2 separate regions of the Danio rerio genome follow, and region 2 is linked to region 1. Evidence: chromatin contacts called from public Hi-C data. All regions are on one chromosome and are shown on one strand. Each heading gives the region's core, a stretch centred on a gene start, on an enhancer-like site or on the middle of the called end of the contact. The rest is flanking DNA. Distances are from core to core; before and after follow the strand shown.

Region 1 (3,277 bases), core at 178-2,677:
CTAACAGTTGTAACCTCCCCCTCGAGGTCAAACATAATACTAAAGTAGTTGACAAAAGTAATACATGAGTTAACCCCTAATCTAAAATATCTTAGCTTGTGTTCAGAATATGAGCAAAGCTGTTATAGGATTAGAATGACAAAACAAACTCTGTATCAGATCATGTAGCATAATTAGTAATATCTGTTATCAGTTTTCTTTTATTACAATATAAACATGCATGTTCCATATACAATTTAGTATCTTTGAGTAATAACTTTTTCAATTTAATTTAGTTTTATTTTTATAGCATGTTTCTCATGTAGATTGTGTCAAAGAAGCTTAACAAAATTAGAAGTTCAAGTAAATTGAACTTCTACCCCCCAACCCAACCCCCGATCCCACCCCCCAAAACAAATATTCAGAATTCTCATAGACCATCTCTTCACTGGTCACATAAAATACCATCAGGCTGTGGGAATACTTTTGTGTGCACATAAAACAAAATTTATGTGAATTTTTTATTTGTGCTTCAAATAATACAATAAATTAGAAAAGGTCTATAGAATATACATATAGAATGAATATAAAATAAAATAGAAATAATTGGCAGAAAAGATACTATTTAATATATGGTAACTCTTTAATATATCACTTTATTTTATAAGGAAATAACCTTATAAGAAATGTTGTCTCTCTCCCTCTAAACCAGTTGTTAATCAATACATTAGGAGAAAACAGCTAGCACAAATGCAAAGAAACATTGTTGATAGCTATGTTTTCTAAAAAAGCAATCATATCTTTAAAACGGGTTACATACTTGGCAACTGTAATGACGAACCAAAAACACAAAGTGCAAATAGAACAGTTTACATAAGTTGATGTAAAGTGTATACAATTATGTGTATATCCTGCTCCCCTTACTAAAGGGTTTTTACTTATGCCACAAAATAAGGGAAAGTTATGGAACTCTGTCGTGTAACTTCAGCAACAACTGGTTGTGTATTTTCAGGTTTTGATAATGGAAAAACTTGCTTTTAGTTGTTGAAAGAAAATGATTACACTGCCATCCACCTGTGGCACTAGGGAAGAAATCTAGGACACTGTAACTTTTTGCCAATGTTTTTTTTCTGCATGCTGTTTGCCATGCACCAATTTTTTCCTGATCTTATACTTTCATGTTTGCAGTGCATTTCTTGACAGATGCTTTTTCACAGAGCCACTGACAAAAAAGTGCTAATGTTTTCTCTGTATTGAAGTAAACCTCAGACTTTGTTGAGAACGATAATAAAGAACCAAAACAGTGACAAGTGTGAGATTCAAGTCGGCCAGAAGAGTACCAACATTAAACCGCAAGCTGTAAAACAGGAACTGTAGAACCACACCGTGCTGTTCCACAGGCCTGCATGTTCACTTTCTGAAGTGATATTGAATTTTCAGCCTGGTGAATCATTCTCATGGACTTGTTCCAGTCTGAGTCACATCAGTTAATCACTGACCTTGAGTCAAACTGAAGGACAGCCTTGTGGAGTTTTGTCTATGTCTATTTGCCTTGAGGAGCTCAAACTGCTCTGCAGATGCTGACTAAAAAAAAAAAGCTAAACAAGTAGTTTCATTGTTCTTTGGAATGTTATGAAACAGTATGACTCCTTAATTATGTGCTGCTAATGCTGACTAATGTATTCTCTGTGTTCTGTTCTTTTGTTTTGTTCTCATTTACATTATTTTGTTTAGTGTTTTGTTGCTTCATCCATTCTTCTACTGAGTTGTCCTTTAAGTTGCGTTTTGATTGCAGCTCAAGCTACAGTCGAAGATTTCCAGATACGACCTCATGCGCTGTACGTCCACTCCTACAAAGCGCCCACCTTCTGTGACTACTGTGGAGAGATGCTGTGGGGGCTCGTCAGGCAAGGCCTCAAGTGTGAAGGTACAGTCACATGAGAAACAGACATTCTGAAGAGATATTGGATTATTTGTAAGGCTAGGATGATAAATCAATGTATTGTGACTCTTAGATCAACTGTTAAGCCGCCTTTCCACTGCAAACAACAAACAACAAGTGACAGACTGGAAGTCATTCATTTTCAATGAAGAGTAGTCCGGGAGTTCCGATCATCTCCATATGCAGAAAATTCTGATTCGATGTGAGCTGTGGATCTGTAAAAATATTTGAAATCCTGTGACTAGACCAGATGTGACCGGCCAACCGGATGTGATGCATTGCGGTGTTGTCCAAAGTAGATTCGAATGCGCGAGATGAGAAATAGTCAATTTTTTTTAATCAGAAAAAAAGTTTATATTAAAAAACATTTCTATTTATAAATGAGTAATAAAACAATATATATATATATATTTTTGTTTTTGTTGTCTCCACATTCCCTCCAAAATTTTTTGCGATCTATGAGTTTCTAGTATTCATTCATTTATTCAAATCAACTATAGTAAATGAACAGAGAATAAAGACTCTTGCTTTTGCTTTATTTCAAACACAGACAGAATCCAGCTTCTCTCCCTTGGTGGATGACAAAACTGGAAATTCTGTGCGACTGCCACAAGAGGTCATATTTCGACAGTCATGTCCAAATGTCGTGTGCAGTGGTAAAGCAGCTTAGATTATTGGAAGGCAACGCAAGAATTGATTCTGAGTTTAGATTTTTAACAACAGATGGCGCTCTTGGCTAGTTTCTAATCATATACTATTAGGACCCTATCATACACCTTGTGCATTAAGGCGCAAGGCAAACAGGGCATGATTTGTTGCTATGTTCAAACCAGCACAACTGTCATTTTCACATTTTGCCTTATGTTGATAAATAGCAAATTCATTTGGCTACTTTGTTAACTCTTGGGCGTGCTGGTCTGAAAAGGAGGTGTGCACATTGTTGGCACAATGCTATTTTGAGGCAACTTAAATAAACAAACTAAAAGTTGGTCTTAAGTCCAGTGCAGAGTTTTTGTAATTTAAATAGCATGTTAGTTATGCGTCTATGTAGGTCCAAAATGCTTACACATTGCTTAGTAGACAGGATGTACAGCAATGCACAAAAAATCTTTATATATGAAAAGATTAAAATGTTGAAAAAATTTATTATTTTCTACATAAATATAAAAATGACTACCTCCATGCCTTCTTCACCTTGTTTCTTTTTTCTTTTTTTTCTCCAGTTTATTGATGACAGTTTATATAATGTTATTAATATTAGAAGTATTATTTATCATATGCATGTTTATATTTGCTGTATTAAAACATTTTTAGATTTTCCACTGGTTTTGGAGACGTATATGCATCACCATATGG
Region 2 (3,673 bases), core at 955-3,454, 62 kb before region 1:
CGCACCAGTGCCATTTAAACCACTGAAGCCATTGAAATGGTGAAAATCTCAGGCATATGGAGACCTGTCCAAGCTGGAACAAGGTACTTTTTCCGAAAGCTTCCGCGAGTTCCTTCACAAACTCGTTTTCACTTTGCTAGATTAGATAAGATACATATTAGATACATATTTATAGGACATAAACAAATAATTTGAAGGGCCTTGTGTTTTTTTTAACCTTTACAAACTTTTGGAAAGTATTTTTTAGATAGTATTATAAACCTTGGTTGAAAATATTTAGGGAAATAAAAATATTTATATTTATATATATATATTTTTTTTTAAATTGATGACTAAATAATTAATGTTCTTTACTGCTGGAGACATCATAAGTGCTCAGAGAAGTCCGTGCTCACCTCTATGAGCATTACAGTTCTTAAAGAAAATAAATATTAATCTAGTGGGAATACATTTTGATATAAAAATAAACCAGGGATATGCATAAAATCTTTCCATGTAAAATGAGTTGGCCAAGTTGTAATAAGTGTCCTAAGTTTACAAAAATCTAGAAAGCAATAAATTGTTATTTGAACAGTGTTTTCTTGAATGTATATTCCACAAAATTGAGCGGCTGCTATGACTAATTTAGAGATGTAAGCTTTTTAGTCATAAACTGCTCTCACATCAGCATTTTTAAACTTGTTTGTCATCTGTGGCCTTGTTTTACCTTGTTGCATAATTCTATAAAATATTTGCTGTTAATAAAAGGAATGCATTTTATTATTTTTTGATGCATTTTCCCCCCTTCATTTACCGAAATCATGATATACAGTGTCATGGTTGGTTTTCTTATGATCTATCAATATATAATGGGATTGCTGATATCGCAATATATCAATAACAATGGAAAAAAATCATGAGATTCATATCGTAAGTTAACTTGTGATTCCCACCTTTAGTAAATTAGGTTCATCAACTAAGTCCTGTTGTTAAAAAAAGCCACCCGTATAGTTTCTGCAATATCATAACTATTGGTGTAAATGTATGCAATTGGAACGCTACGGTTACTAAAGTAACCCTCGTTCCCTGAGGGGGGAACTCCAATGCTATGTGGAAAAACCTTCCACAATATGGGGTTTTCGTCAGAAACCAATCATCTGAAAAGAGTATAAAATCAGCATGCACAGCTGGCGTCAATAACAATCAGTCAAGTATATAAGACGCGGCTAGTGCAATGCTCGACGTCCTTTTGAGCTGAGGAGACGTTCCCGCTCAACAGCAAAGGGACAATCGTTGTGGCGAAGGTACATAGCATTTCCGTCCTCCCCTTTGGGGGGGGGTTACTTTAGTAACCGTAGCGTTCCCCTTCGGATGGGGAACTCCAATGCTATGTGGAAAAACCTTGCACAATATGGGGAAATCTATGGAAAATGCCACAACGAAAGCACCTTATTACGTCCCTGGCGAAGGGTGCGCCACGCAGTAGAGCGAGCGCACCTACAACGCCACGAGATGCAGTCTTCTAACGTGTCCCCTGGCCCTTACTCACCTTACTTACCTGGTCAGGTTTAGCTATATTTTTCGGGGAGTCGAAAATAACCCAGTAAAAGGTTTAATAATTTTTTTTTTTGTACCATATATTTTGGGAAACGGTAAAATTTTCTGTGTGTGTGCAGTACAAACAAGATCATATTTTTGGTTTTGGAACAACACAAGTGTCATTTTATTGAAATTATTATTATTTATTTATTAATTTTTTATTTAATATTTGGGTTAACTTTATTTAATCAAGTTGAATGTAAGTAATAAAAGTGTATACTGAATATACAAACCAGATTTTCACATCAGCTACCTAAGGAGAGTATGGTAGAGCTGAACTATGTAGTAAAATATATTTATTTTTTGTTTTATAGCTTGCCCTTGTATGGCCATAATGATTGTATTTCGACCTTGATTTGAGTAAAAAAATAAAAATAAATTAGACGATTTAATGACTATTCGGTGTTTGAAATTCAGCACTGTATTTTTGAGTACGAGTGGCTCTGTGTTCATAAATTGGTTTTATAAACACACTCTCATGGCATCTGTTCGGCAGTTCTTCCCCTTTATGTCAGTAACCATATTCTGTTTCTTTAGTTTTATGTGTTAGTTGTCTCAGCATGGGCAGCCGGAGCACTATTTCTGTGGTCTGGCTTCCAGCTGCTGAGCAGAGCGAATGGGAAGCGTGGGCTGGAAAGTGTGCGGCTCGTGCCAGCCAGAGGAAGTTGAAGGTCCAGGTCCAGACTTGGGCACAGAACAGAGAGGAAAACTTTCAGTGATTCTTCTTACAGGAAGGATGCATGGCAGGAACAGCCTGTAAAACTGGGGATGACATAAGTAAAAAAAATGGGAGCAGGTTAACTCTTCATTTTAAATAGTTTAAATTTTTGCTTTACTGGCAGCTCGCTCTCTGCAACTCTCACATGGTCGCCCACTGAAGCTAAGCAGGGCTATGCCCGGTCAGTACCTGGAAAGGAGACCACATGGTTGCTGCCAAAAGTGGTGTTAGTGAGACCAGTAGGGGGCGCTCAACCTGCGCTCTATGTGGGTCCTCCTAACTCCCCAGTATACTGATGGGGACTTTTATATTCAATTCAATTCAATTCAGCTTTATTTGTATAGCGCTTTTACAATGTAGATTGTGTCAAAGCAGCTTCACATAAATGGTCATAGTAACTGGAACAGTGTGGTTCAGTAACTGGAACAGTGTAGTTCAGTTTTTAATGTTTAAGTTCAGTTCAGTTTAGCTCAGTTCAGTGTGATTTAATCATTACTGAGAGTTCAAACACTGAAGAGCCAATTCATCGATGCGTAGCTCTACCAATCCTGAACCATGCGAGGCAGTGGCGACAGCGGAGAGGGAAAAAAAACTTCACCTGATGGGAGTGAAAAAAAAAAACCTTGAGAGAACCAGACTCAGTTGGGCACGACCATTTTAATTTCTCCGCTGGCCAAAAGTGCCATCTATCAGATGATACTGTATGTTATGGAGAATGGAGGTCTTGATCTTTGTGGTCATTTAAAAATCCCAGTAAGTTATTCGATAAAAAAGTAGGGGGGGGTAGTTAACCTCAGCATTCTGGCCAAAATTTACCCACTGCCCTTTGTCCATCATGGCTTCCTAACCATCCCCATATCATAATTGGCTTTATCACTCTCTCTTCTCACCACCAATCAGCTGGTGTGTGGTGTGCGGTTTAACATAATAGGGGAATTAAGAACCTACGTCACACATGACGTCACATGAATTCAACCACGCATAATGGTTGCAAAAAAAAAGGCCGGTTGCAAAAGCAAACATGTTGAAAGTCCTAAAATGGAAAACTTAAATTTTGCCATACACCACAAGATGTCTTTGGCTATCAGCTATCATAAGACCTGAATAGAGTGAGGACCTAATTAAAAATGCTTGAATCTGTAGTTCTCATTTTATATCAAGTTCACGCTATCCCAAATCATGCACATTACTCGTTTTTGTTTGCAGCAATGATTTCAGCAAAAAGAGTTACATATAGTTAATTAAACTTAGGACACTGAATGCTTAGAATGAAATGTAAAAATGTAAGTAAGGTGCAGTTTACTGTCAGAATGCAGTTGTTTTGCTTGTTGATGATTACCCAGGCCTTGTAAAGTTTTGACTTCTTTCCATTTCGTC

The links. Hi-C and Micro-C count contacts between places; a contact is called where the count stands out from the background.
Region 2: a Hi-C map of embryo shows a contact between it and region 1, with 1.8 times the contacts expected there. The contact joins two enhancer-like sites. A contact is called at or near these places in 2 of 18 Hi-C or Micro-C datasets (caudal fin and embryo).

The regions. Positions count from the first base shown.
Region 1 is chr17:46,036,836-46,040,112 of GRCz12tu, reverse strand. It overlaps prkd3 (protein kinase D3), which reads left to right. Exons shown (of 19, transcript XM_680391.9): 4 at 1,775-1,906. Among named protein-coding and RNA genes, the nearest start is that of foxa2, 98 kb to the right of the region's middle. Within about 2 kb of position 1,427, at least 9 of the 62 cell types and tissues checked have an H3K27ac peak or open chromatin away from gene starts, as enhancers often do.
Region 2 is chr17:46,098,897-46,102,569 of GRCz12tu, reverse strand. All of the region lies in intron 2 of prkd3 (protein kinase D3), which reads left to right. Among named protein-coding and RNA genes, the nearest start is that of prkd3, 71 kb to the left of the region's middle. Within about 2 kb of position 2,204, at least 3 of the 62 cell types and tissues checked have an H3K27ac peak or open chromatin away from gene starts, as enhancers often do.